Regions from separate parts of the Arachis hypogaea genome. Here region 2 is linked to region 1. The links are chromatin contacts, called in public Hi-C maps. All regions are on one chromosome and are shown on one strand. Each heading gives the region's core, a stretch centred on a gene start, on an enhancer-like site or on the middle of the called end of the contact. The rest is flanking DNA. Distances are from core to core; before and after follow the strand shown.

The links. A called contact is a pair of places that touch in the nucleus more often than the background predicts.
Region 2: a contact with region 1 is called in a Hi-C map of an unstated tissue, with 2.2 times the contacts expected there. The contact joins the promoter of LOC112738018 here to the promoter of LOC112738012 in region 1. A contact is called at or near these places in 2 of 8 Hi-C or Micro-C datasets (leaf and an unstated tissue).

What each region holds. Positions count from the first base shown.
Region 1 is chr13:34,269,451-34,276,255 of arahy.Tifrunner.gnm2.J5K5, forward strand. It overlaps LOC112738012 (ATP-dependent 6-phosphofructokinase 3), which reads right to left and starts at 3,298. Exons shown (of 11, transcript XM_025788229.3): 1 at 2,441-3,298; 2 at 2,313-2,359; 3 at 2,194-2,233; 4 at 2,042-2,104; 5 at 1,826-1,963; 6 at 1,470-1,751; 7 at 1,253-1,382; 8 at 894-1,159; 9 at 704-752; 10 at 458-612; 11 at 1-274. The coding sequence starts at 2,542. The coding sequence ends at 125. It overlaps LOC112738013 (mitochondrial-processing peptidase subunit alpha), which reads left to right and starts at 3,948. Exons shown (of 13, transcript XM_025788230.3): 1 at 3,948-4,315; 2 at 4,436-4,687; 3 at 4,771-5,067; 4 at 5,681-5,848; 5 at 5,940-6,107; 6 at 6,216-6,296; 7 at 6,578-6,644. The coding sequence starts at 4,277.
Region 2 is chr13:34,417,306-34,424,110 of arahy.Tifrunner.gnm2.J5K5, forward strand. LOC112738018 reads right to left here and starts at 3,560. Exons shown (of 2, transcript XM_025788240.3): 1 at 2,854-3,560. The coding sequence starts at 3,452.

The DNA of each region.
Region 1 (6,805 bases), core at 2,048-4,547:
TCTGATCTTAATCTTATGTACTACTTACAAGGCATGAATGATGATTAAGGTAAACCCAGGATAATAGCTTCTAAAAGTACACAGCAATGTAAATACACCTAACTTTTCTTCCTTAACCAAAGCGTTATTTGGCCGATTCCGATGGTTGTTCTTCCTTATTCTCTTCAGCAATATCAGGCTTATGTATTATAAAACTAGGCTGGTTTGTTGAAGATAAAAGTCTTGCCCACATTCTATCAGTTATTATTACTTTGTTCTGTCCCTCAATGATTCTCTGCAAAACAAAGTTATTACCATCAGAACTTACAGGCAAAACTTTTGTTTATATTTTATCATGTAATCAGTTATCATCACTTGATTTTAGAATGGAAACTATATTCGGTTTGAATTTATGGTTCCAACTTCCTATCTATTTGGCATATATCCAAGAAATAACAAGCATGGTTAAGAAACTCACATAAAAGGGTATATAAGTTTGTCTTCCATTCACAAGGCCACATGTAAAGCCAGTATAACCTGCCATTGCTCCATGAACAGCACTTTGAGCAAGAAGGGTGCAGTAGACATTATCCGAAGCATTGCTTGGAACAGCTCGGATCATATACGTTGGATCTGTTATTCAGAAAAAAAACAAAAACAACTGCTTCAGCTATTGCTCCTTTCAGAATACATCATACATCATACACAATGTATAGTGTTTAACCTATATATTTGAGGTTTATGGTCATTGTCTTCAGTTTGGCAAAATGATCCTGCAAGATCAAAGATTCAAGATGCTTATAACATTAACATGGCTGTAAGGAAGCAAACGGGTCAAATATGGACTGAAGAACTAAACTAAGAGAAGAGGGTAATGCAGTGAAAATATTAAACACATGCATCAGAATTCACACCTTAATCTTGTGGGATATCCATAGGCCAACATCTTGAAGAAGCTTGTTTCCGGAAGCATCTTGCTTGGCCATCGATTGCATGCTCTCGGAAACAAGCTCCTGTCCTGCCCCTTCAGCAATGACAACAACCATGTGGCCGTTTTCTTTGAGTCTCCTCTCTACAAATTCAAGCAATCCACCTGGCCCTTCCAGGTAAAAGGGTGACTCTGGAATTAAGCAACAATCCACATCTCGACTCGCAAGAGTAGCATACATTGCAATAAACCCTGCACCATTCATTACAAAATATCAGGCTTGCTAACCACATTAATTAAAACAAAATATAAGAGTATGCTGATGTGATGATTCTAGAAAATTACCACTGTATCTTCCCATGAGCTTGACAACACCTATGCCATTCTCAATGCTCTCAGCTTCAACATGTGCTGCATTTATAGCACGTTGAGCCTCCTCAACAGCTGTGTCAAACCCGAATGACTTATCAATAACCTATCCAGAAAAGCATTTGCCAAGTTAGTTAAAAGAATTGAAATACACAAAAGACCATTAAGGAATAGAAAAAGAATCTATATGTACCGGGATGTCATTATCTATGGTTTTGGGGATTCCTACAACAGCAACTTTGAGACCACGCCTTCTAACCTCCTCAAAAATCCTGCTAGCACCTCTCTGAGTTCCATCTCCTCCAATGATATAGACCTGATTGATTCCACGATCTTGAATGCTGTCAACTATCTTAGTGGTGTCATGTCCTCCTCTTGATGAACCAAGCACGGTTCCCCCACGCTTGTGGATGTCATTCACGCTTTTTGGAGTCAGTGCGATTGTGTTGTGTGCATAGAAACCCTTGTATCCTCCCTTCATTAATTAGTTCGACCAATTATTACTCAATAATCCTCGTCAAATATATATAACAATCAATAATCACTTACATTGATTCCCATAACTTTCTTGACGCCATACATGTTGTTTAAGCCGCATACTAATTCCCTGATAACGGTGTTGAGACCAGGGCATAGACCCCCACATGTCACAATAGCAGCTTGAACTTCATCTGCTTCGTAATACACCTAACAACATCAACATGCTGCATGCATAAGCACCACCACTCTATCAAATTCAACAGAGATATATACAGAAACACATACCCTTTGACGGGGTCCTGCACGCCGAAAATGCACCCCTCTTGGACTATCTTTGTGAGCAATTATCTGTGTGGAAATGAAGGAAAAGCAGTTACAGTTACATAGTTCCGTATATCAATGCGGTTGAAGAAAGCGTAATTGTTAATGATTCCAACCTTCTGAGGAACACTGTCATCGACGTGCACGAAATACTGCCTGGCAAGAGAAAAAAGCGAAGAATTCAAGATATGAAATTACGATAGAAGAAGAAAGAAGGGCAAGTTCTGAAACTTACTTGACAACTGAGTAAGCGGGATTGTCTTGCAGAGGATTAGAATGTGTCTGCCAACAACACATTTGTTGTTATGAGAAAAAGAAAAAGAAAGAGAGAAATGATTGTGCATGATGCATAGATATACGTACAGGAAGCTCAGGGATGTAATCTGAGAAATGAGGAACATCCTCAAGAACATAGCCAGCGGGGCCCTTGATCACCTTCGGTTTCGAATTCACTGACGAACCCATCCCTCAAAGTCGCAAATGCGGTTTGTCTTCTCTTGTTCACAATTCAAGAAGGATTCAATGAATAAGGCAATAAGCATAAACACAACCTAAACTAATGTTTCTGGTTAAACGGAATAACGAGTGGATCACATGAAGCTCTCATTTATAGTAAACAAAAATAAAATAATAAATTACTACTATTATTACTCATCAAAATCAAAATAAAAATCAGAGTCAAAGTCAAAGATAGTAGGAAACAGAGTCGGAGAAGAGTGCCACCAAACCCAAACTCAAGGTTCCAAAAACTCACGGCTGCTTTGGCTTTTCATAGCAAAAAATAAATACTACCCTATGCATATGGGAACGTTATTTTTCTTTCCTACGGGTTGAAATTATCATTATAATACACAAATATGATTTATTCATGGGGTCAAAAAGGTATGATTAAATTATTCAATTATTTATGACCTAAAATAAAACGGCTGCTAGAGAAATGGCCGCCCTAAATTGTTGGAGTTTGAGGAATGAGGTGACTAGTCTATTAAAGGAGCGACGGCTGCTAATGGAAACATTAAATTAAAATATTAAAAAATGAATAAATAAAAGATATATGAGAAATTTTTTTACATAAACATCTGATTGTATATTATTACTTGACACCGTCACCAAAAAATATATTGTTACATTACATGACTACAATTAAAGAAGAAAACTGGCTCTCCAACAGCTTTTATATATAGTTTGTTTCAATAACCAACAACTTTAAAACATTTCTCTACTTTTCTAAAGAGTTATTGTAGTGTTTAAGTAGAAGTATTTATTTGGGGTGTTCAATATTGACAGCAGAAGACGTTGAAGTGTTGAACGACGTTAACATTCCCATGGACTTGAAGATGTAGGAAGGAGGCAAAGTAGACCAGTTAAATGTTACATTAATATGACATAAGATATAAAAATATAAAATTGTGTTTCACATATAGAATATAGATAAAAATATTATGTTTTAAGATAATAAATTAATATTTTTTGTTTTTTCTAATAAAAAACACAAAAATACTATACAAAACACAAATTTTTTATTGTTTTTTTTTTAAATTTTGTATGAAGAAAATAAAGAAGATAAATTAAATTTTTTATTATTTGTTTTATTTTATATTCAGTTTATTATCAAATAAAATATAAAATATTAATTTTTGTATTTTTATTTTTAATATCATATTTTATTCTGTTATTGAAAACCAAATGCAGCCTAAGTGCTTATGCAACTACATTATAATGATTTATGCACACATTTTAACAATAGAAAAACCTTATATTTTCTTTAAACACTTACAACTACTTCAAATGTTATATATCTCTGCTTCTTTGCTACTATTAAACAAAGTGTCGGCAGATAAAAGATAGAATTTAGTTACATTTATGGTTTTCAAAGAAAATATCTATTGTTACATTCTTAAGGATAGAATAATTAATTCGAACTTTAAAGAAGGAAAAAAGTGGTTCATATTTGAAGTGAAGTGAGATAATTTTCTTCCACTCAATTATATTCCCAGATTATTTAAATATGATAAATAATCCATCATTAAAAAAAGTTTTTGATTGATTGAAGTCTGAAGATGAAAATGAAATGGGCTGGGTCTAGGGCAAGGTTGGAGGAGAGAAGAGGCCCAAAGTCCAAAAGCAAAGAGGAGAGTGAAGACAGAAGAGAGAAGAAGCCTCAGTCATTCACTCATTGATCGCGATTGTCTTGGCACAATGTACAGGAACGCTGCTTCACGCCTTAGGGCCTTGAGGGTTAGTTACCGCTCTCATCTCTCTTGCCATTCGATTCGGTTCAATCCTTAGTCTACTCTCAGAACTGATTTAACTTCTACTATTTCTTAACTAACTTTGATTTCAATCCTACGAGAATAGGCGCGTTCCATCAGCAGGCTACCTGCTACTGCTAGATTCGCAAGTTCGAGCTCCGTTGCCACAACAAAATCATCTCCGTTGGGTGGCTTGTTTGGGTGGCTCACCGGCGGCGGATCCAGCTCTGCTCCCCCTCTGGATTTCCCCCTTCCCGGAGTGACCCTCCCCTCTCCATTGCCCGATCACGTTGCCCCCGGTAAAACCATCATCACTACCCTCCCAAATGGAATCAAGCTTGCCTCCGAAACTTCCGCGGTATGTGTGTTCTCTCTTGGGCATTCTTTGATAGATAGGATAGATTCTAGTAATGTGCTGAGGGCTTTGTGCTGCTTGTTCAGAGTCCTGCAGCCTCAATTGGTTTGTATGTGGATTGTGGTTCAATCTATGAGACTCCTTTAACATTTGGGGCAACACATCTGCTAGAGCGAATGGCCTTCAAGAGCACTAGAAACAGGACTCACTTTCGGGTGGTTCGTGAGGTAGAGGCCATTGGTGGCATTGTGCAGGCCTCTGCTTCCAGGGAGCAGATGGGTTACACCTTTGATGCTCTCAAGACTCATGTTCCCGAAATGGTCGAGCTTCTTGTTGATTGTGTCAGGAACCCTGTCTTTCTTGACTGGGAGGTCAATGAGCAGGTACGTTCCCATATCCTTCTCAAATGCTTCTGTTGATGGTGTTTTTTATTTTTATACTATTCACACTGTTTAGAACGGTGCTATCTGAAACTGAAATTAGTGGTCTATATGAAAGTAGTTCGAACTTCTAACAGATATATTCAATGATAGTATAGTCCAGTGAATGTGAGCCTTGCTTGGGAGGCAGTAATAGGATGTAGTTTGTTGATGTGGTCTTGAAAGAAATTAGGTTTAGTTGTGTATGATTATAATGCCTGGTGTGTGATTTGAAAGTTGAATTATGCCAATAATAATAAAGGATTCAACTAAGTTGTGCCCTAAGGGTACATTTTTAAAATATAATAATAGAAACTTATTAATATTTTTTATGTATTCAATACATTGAAAATGTAAAAAAAAATTAATTTTTGCAATAACTTTTATAAAACATTTCCTTTTATAATATGCTTAACCTATGTCCTTAGGGTACAAGTTAGCAAAACCCAATAATAAATAGTGAAAGGCTGCTGTGTTGGGTTTAGCTGGAAATAAAGGGCAGTAGTGTAAAAGAAGGTTGAGTGTGGTGGGATGTTTCTAACTTAGAAGCTTTATGCTTGTCCTCTGCCATATATAGCTTCTGAAAGTGAAGGCCGAGGTTGGTGAAGCTTCCAAAAATCCTCAAGACTTGCTTTTGGAAGCGATTCATTCTGCTGGATATTCTGGTGCCTTGGCGAATCCTCTTTTAGCTTCAGAATCGGCACTTAACGGACTAAATGGTTCAGTTCTGGAGGAATTTGTTGCCGTAAGTTCTCAAATTGATGCTTCTAAAGCATTTAAATATTTTTTGAGCTGTTCTTTATCTCATTTTCAGACCATTTTTTATTTAACATCAGGAAAACTATACGGCACCTCGGATAGTACTTGCTGCTTCTGGTGTTGAGCATGAGGAATTGTTATCTATTGCAGAACCGCTTTTGTCTGACCTACCCAACGTCCCGCGTCCAGAGGAGCCCAAATCTGTATATACTGGTGGTGATTATAGATGCCACACTGAATCAGGAGTATGCATCAGAAAAATATATTTATAATTTTGTTCTTTTCATATTTTTATTATTACACTTGTCACTTGTGAAGAAATGTGTGTCAAATCTAACATTTTGAATGGCCAGAGGACCCACTTTGCTCTTGCATTTGAACTTCCTGGTGGCTGGCATAAGTTGAAGGATGCTATGGTCTTAACTGTTCTTCAGGTATGCCAAAGAATGTATATTTAGTTGGCTCCTTAAACTTTGTTGCCATTTTGGTGGTTTCTTTCATGAGACATGTTAGGAGGCCAACACTTTTAGCCAATACCTTATTTTTATACTATTAGAATTTAGGGTTTAGTGTTTAGAATTGATTACTTAGGGTAGAGTGTTGGTCAAGTATTGACTACAAATGATCGTTTTTGTTGGTCATGTAGCATTGCTCTTTTTTCATTGTAGTCCAGCATATTGATTTTGGAAATGACCATTATCTTACTTGAATGTAGATGCTACTGGGAGGTGGTGGATCATTCTCTGCTGGCGGACCTGGTAAAGGAATGTATTCACGGCTATGTAAGTTCTATCTATTCAGTAACATCTGGGTCCATAGCTTAAGTTGTTCAGCAGGAACAGAGAATGAAACAACTGCTGCTGGTTTACATACAGTGGCCGAATATTTATGCTGGTCAAGACTTCATTTATAACGTGTTCTTTTCAAAATCTTTTTACCATAA
Region 2 (6,805 bases), core at 2,310-4,809, 150 kb after region 1:
GAATTACAAGATTCAAGATACGTGTAAAAGAAAAACTCTTAGCAAGACGACACTTCTTAAGTGCAAAACGATGTTGTTAATTACGTTGTGCTGTCATTTTACGTTTCAAGTCAGCAAATCCTTAATTAGGAGTGATCACGCGTGCTGTCATTTTACGTTTCAACTTTCAAGTCAGCAAATCCTTAATTAGGAGTGATCATGCGTATTGAGTACTCAATTATGTGTTCGAACTCGATAGGTAATCAGGTTTAACCTAAATCAAACCAATAGTTCTTTCTAGTAATTGGTCCGAGTAACAGTTTTGGGAGTTACAAAATTCGAACCAACCTGTAAATCCGATCATGTGTTAATTAAATAAAAAAATAAAAATTTAAAATATATATACTTTTTAATATGTTTGGATTTTAATGTATTTAGTTTTTAATGTATTTGGTATTTAATATGTTTAGATTATTTCTATTAATTTTACATATTTATTATATTTACAGAATTTTTAAGATAAAAATTTTATTTTTTATTTGTTTTTATGAATTTTTGTTTTATTAATATCCAATTATTTGAATCGAACCAATCTATTCTTAATCGGTTTAGTTTAGTTTAGGATACATATACAAAAATATAAATCCAAACTAAACCGAACTAATTACAATTCAATTAGTTTGGTTCTAATTTCACTCCAAATTCAAACCAACACAATCTGTGATTACTCCTATTAAAGAAACTAATGAAGAGACTAATATTATTTAAATAAAATTATTTAGAGATTAATTTAATTAAAAAAATTATTCAAAAATAAAAATAAAGAATGGCTGATTTTTCGAAGAAGAATTTGACTATTATTCTCCCTCTATATATAAAGAGTAGACTTTTCAAGGGTTAAAATAATTGTGAACGACGGCATGTTAAATTGGAGACATAAGACCATAAGAGAATCTTATGGGTTTTTTCTTGAATTGCGAATACCTTTAAAAAGATAATATGGTTTGCGGTTCAATTATGTTAACTAAATACTAAGATAAACTACTAAAATTAGTCATTAGTATAAAATATATATTATAATATAAATATATTATTAATTAATATTAATATACAAATAATATTATTTTTAAAGTAAAAAAAGGTGGGCATTAAAATCTTTGATTAAATTAAAAGAAGGGATATTGTTGTCATAGAGAGAGGAGACGGTTAGTCTTTACTAAATCGTCTCCTCTAAGGTTGCTTTATTTCGTAGTAATCCATAAGTTAACGCTATGTAAAAATAACTAATATGAGTACGTTTTGGAAAAAAAAATCGTCATATAAAGAAGGAAAATGAAAACACTTAGAGACAGCATATATAATAAAAGGAAAAGTATGAGAAATTAATGTTTGTTTTATATAATGTATATAATAAAAGTTAAATTAAAATTAAAATTAAATTAGAGGTAATTAATTAATTAATTTTGAGTAATTTTTAATTTAAATTTTGAATCAAATCATAATTCTCGTTAGTTATGGAATCAAATTAGGATTACTTCTCTTTCTCTCAATACGGTGTGAATTTTTTCTCTCACTCTCTCTTCGAAACAAAAACCGGTACAGTGCCGCTACGGTTACCAGCCGCCGTCGGACATTGCGCCGACACTCTTCCGACTGGCGCCGTCGTCCGCACAGGCCACCGTACGTAGGGAGGACACGCATATTGTATGAGTTGAGCTCGCGGCACCGCAGCAACTCGGACGTCCAGCACCTCTGTCGCAGCCGGTTTGTGCCTTCTTCCCGTCGCCGGATGTTCATTTTCTCTGTGAACGTGGATGGTTATTCTTGGATGCTTAGTTGTAGACGATGATTGTTGGTTATGATTTATCTAACTATCACTATTTCAAAAAATTATTTTACACGGTCATTTGGTTGGTAGTTAGTCGTTTTATAAAGTAATTATGTTGTTATTTATACACGTTCACATTGGATGTTCGTTTTTTGTATAATTTTGGATGTTCACTTTCTCAGTTTTCGTGGATGTTTATTCTTCAATTAATTCAACAAGACCCAGGCAGCAGGCTAGCACTGAAATGACGCGAGTGCGGGGTTCGGAGCTACAACTCACGTCGGCGACGCTGACAGTTGCAGGTCACGGATGTTCGGCCCTGTGAAGAGTGACGGAGGTTCTTTCGGCGAGGGCGTTGGCGCGAGGAGGCGGAGAAGGAACAGAGGCTATACATCGTGCATAAACAGAACGGTGGGATGCAGGTTGCTGCGTACACGGTGGGGTGGCAGAGAAAGGAGTATTTTTCTGCGGAACAAACAATGGGTTTTTTTGAGGTAGGGTAACGGTGGATGATAAAGGGTTAATGTGAAAGAATTTGAAGTAAATTAGGGGTAGATATCACAAAACTGAACAAGTAACTAGAAATTAGGAATAATAATGTTTAATTTACATTATTAATACATATTGAGTCAAATAAACAGCTATTATACATATCATATAGATACCTCATTGTCTTTCTAGCGGGACTCCTAATAGAAGCATTAAAAGAATGGTGGTGGTTTGCATGAGACAGATAGAAATGAAAATATCTGGTTTGATGAGGAATGAAGAAATAGAATGAGGTGGCGGAGAAGATATCCACCAAATGAGATATGAACAACATACATACATGGGAGGGTACCAGGTACCATGTGAATATAGATCGACATCGACATGCCAGCCCGCCCACATGTCTAATCCTTACAATGTATATATGTTGTTTTCACTATTATTGAAGAGAAATTATTTTTGTAAACCAAGTACTTGCATAATGTATTGTTCCTTTCAACACACATGAAAACGTGACCAGAGCCTAATGAAGTAAGAGAATTGGATAGAAGCAGAACCTGGATCGGTGGTTGCGATCGGCACTGAACTTGCAACTGAAAACGGGTTGCCTGATGTTCCCCTGAATCTGGAAAACCACCGGGCTGCACTCCGGTTCGCCCCCGAACTGGAACACGAACCGAGGGTCCGGTTCAGAGCGGACAACCACGTGAAGCCGGGCCCATGGCTTGTTCTCCTCTCGATGCCTATTCTTGGCCAGCTTGAGCCAGCCAGTGTGGAAGGTCATGGGGCGAGACAGTGCATTGGCAAGGTCAACGGTGACAACCACGCGGCCGAGGAGCTTGGCGGCGCTTAGCCCGCAGGTGTGGGACATCCGGCCATTGTAGACGGAGATGGTGATTGGGAGGGGCTTGGCGGAGAGGCGGCGGAGAGCGGTGGAGTCGAGGTGGAAGGAGGGGGCAGAGGTGGTGGTTTCGGGGGTAGAGTTGGAAGAGAGAGGGAGGAGAGCGGTTTGAGAAGGGAGGGACTTGGCGTGAATGGTGCAGAAGCAAGGGGTGGTGGAAGGGTGGACGCCGGAGAGGGGAGAGGGTTTGGTGGGAGAAGGAAGCTTGAGAGCGAGTGAATCAATGGTGAGGCGTAAGAATGGGTACGGATCCATTGGATTCTTGCTAGGAGCTACCAGATAGTGTATTTATGTGTTGTTGGTGGTTGTCAATTCCAAGTCAGAAGCTGAGGGCTTAGATATAGAGTTAGCGAGGGTGATATGTTACTTAGCTGTTTTGATTAAGCAGTGGCGGTGGGGCCCTCTCACCCCGTAATCCCTATGATGGGAGCATGGGAGGCAAAGGCAAGCATGTCCCTGTTGGAGTCTCCTATCCTCTCTCATTAATAAGTAATAACCCTACTTCTTAATCTTTGTTGCCTTTCTACGCTACCCTCCCTTATTTACCCACGCTAAATTCACCATTCATCATTCCCCTTCAAACTTCAAACCAATTACTTAACCTTTGCCAGCTGCTGACGCTTCTTGCTTCTTCGGATTGCCTATGCCCAATGTCACGTCTATTCATGCATGTCATTATTCATTCTCAATTACAACTACTACTGCTTCCTAAACATATACCAGTAACACTGGTTATTAACAAACTCATCAAGTCACCTGCTTTAAATGTTTAATTGTACAGACTGATCCCCACCATTCAAGGTTCTGGTTCTGGGGTTTTAGTTTAGCTGCTTATGTTGTTGCAACCAATATGTCCTATCACTTTGCTTTTCTTAAACCATTGCTTTTCTTTACTAGGTAATTTTCTTCTTAATTAGCTTCTATCTTTATTCAACTGTTGTTTTTTTTATTCAATTTATCAGCATCTACAATGGCATGCTTACTGATCGAGAGGTGACAAATCTGTTCCCCTACATACAACAAATGAATCAATTTTTTTATTTTCACATGTTAGTCAGAAACTATAAGACAATTCATTTTTTGAATAATTTAGTTATTGTAATGAATTACAGAAAAGTAGAACAAAGGTTTAATTTATAGTCTTGTTACTTTAAGAGAACATGGAAAACTCCAAATCATTATTAAAAAGTAAAAGAATAATTCATAGATCGGAGTATTTTCAAGGTATTAAATATATAAAATATAAAATAAAATTCAGAGTAATAATATATGTGGATCCTAAACCAAGGGAATGTGACACATTACATCCAATGCTTGATCTCTAACGTCTCCAACTCCATGAGCGTAACTGCCTAAGAAGATGATATAATAAAAATATTTGATGAATATAATAATTAAAATATTGACATATATTATATTAACTAATCTAATTAAATACATTAAATTATTTAAAATATTTTTAACTGTTATTTTTATATAAAAATATTTTGATGTGAGTGATCGATCCAAGCATCCAGCAACAAATTTGCCCTGCATTAAAGTGCCCTGAGAAAGCGAATAATAATGCTCTTCCAGAATTAGATATTAACATATAAATACTGTTAGCGTAATTAGTTGTTATTATGCCTTTAAATCGTTACTAACTAAAGTCTTAGATCCGGTAAGCCTTCTCTATTGCAATGAACTAAGCAACTAGAATAGGTCAGAAATTCCAAGCATGGAATAATTAAGTTTGCCTCTTTGTCTGTATGTTTATAAATGAAAGTGATTTTGCCAGCTTCAAATATGGAAAAGAAACAAAGTTGGTAGACACATACAGATAGACACAGGGCTATTAAGGTTGTAATTATATTTTGGTTCAAGATTATTGGTATGTATGATGGACCGTAATATGGTCCAACGAAGCACATATCCGTGGACCAACCTTGGTTTTGATTTGATTTGATTTGCCTTCTATGTTGTATCTATTCCCATTCCTTTAATTATTGACCTTTTCCTGGCCAGTGGCACTGAATCCTTGCAAGCACACAAAAGACCAACCTACTGCATTATTGTGGTGGTTAAACCATGATTAATTGTCACCAAAAAAAAACCATGATTAATTCGCGTTTTGTAATTTAGGACCCTCCATTACACCCCATATATAATGTGCATTGCAGTTTAGGCGATTATTATGCACACCATGACTTAATCAAGACGTCACTACTGACTAAATTCCCAAAACAAACTACATAACCATATTTATTTTTAAAAGTTAAAAAAAAATATTAGATAATTAATATTTTTATATTTATCTTATATTGTGATCACCACTAAATTTTCATTACTTTGCTGGGACAAGTTTATTGGGTTATGTACCACTAGTTCTCTATTATATAGACGATCCAATATTTTTTTTTCTTTAACTATTTGTTAAAATGGTTTCGATAAGGAACTATTTTTTTTTAAAATAAAAATTACCAATTAACAAATTGTAGATGAATAAAAGTTAATGGTTTAAAATTGTTGTTATAGAAAGGAAAAAAATGTTGATTAATTATTAACTAAAAAAATAGAACGAAAAAACTTTTTCGATCAACAATTAGTTAATAATATTTTTCTCATTTTTTATTTTTTTTATTTATTATTTTATTCGCTAATTATTGAACGAAAAAATTAGTTCATTAACTTAGAAAATTTTGTTTGCAGTCTTTTTCTTACCATATCTTACTAGTGAATTAATATTCAAGCTGTAAACACTGAACACCAATAACTTGATTTGGACCCAACTAATAAAAAGGAAAATTGATTTTCACTCCCTGCCTAGGTTAGTTTTTCTCTTTCTCTCACTTCCGACTTTACTATGAGAAATTGAATTGGTAATCACATAGCTCTCGTTATTAGTTTGTCAGTTTAGAAGTTTAATTAATTAGACTCTGCTTCAACTAAAATAACTAAATTATAGTAAAATTGTTAGAAAATAAATTAGAATCAATATTAAATTAATTATTAATTAATATTATTTATATTTATATATTAATTATAAGATTAAATATTTTTATTATTCTAATTTTTCTAGTATTTATATATACTCCTTGTATATTGTACTTTTTTATAATCTGAATAGACACTCTTTTAAATTGTTCTCTGTTTCTAACATGGTATCAAGAGCATAGGATTTTTTTTTTTATGTAAATTCATTTATAACCCCTTTGTTTCTTCTCCTCTAACAGTATTCTTTAGCTTCGTTTTTCAATATTTTTTTAATGCTTTGATTCGTCACAGCCATTCTCACCATGTTTGTCTTGTCGTCGTAATTCTAACGCATCCAGATTCACCGTCATTCGCCACCAGATGCGTCGCCGCAAGACGCTGCCGTGACCAGTATTCTTGTCCTTCCAGATTCATCCTGCGCCGTCAGATTGGGCTCCGCGATCAACGGCCCAACGCTCTCCATGTGTTGCCCCTATTTGCTCTGTGCTGACCTGGCAGCCCGCGTCTGGACCCGACCCGGTTCGACACTTGACCCGCTTTCCAACTCACTCACCAGCATGCATTCCCCTCCACTCAAACGTCGCCACGTGGCATCCATCTACTGACGTGGATGTTGATGTGGCAAACAGTGGGAC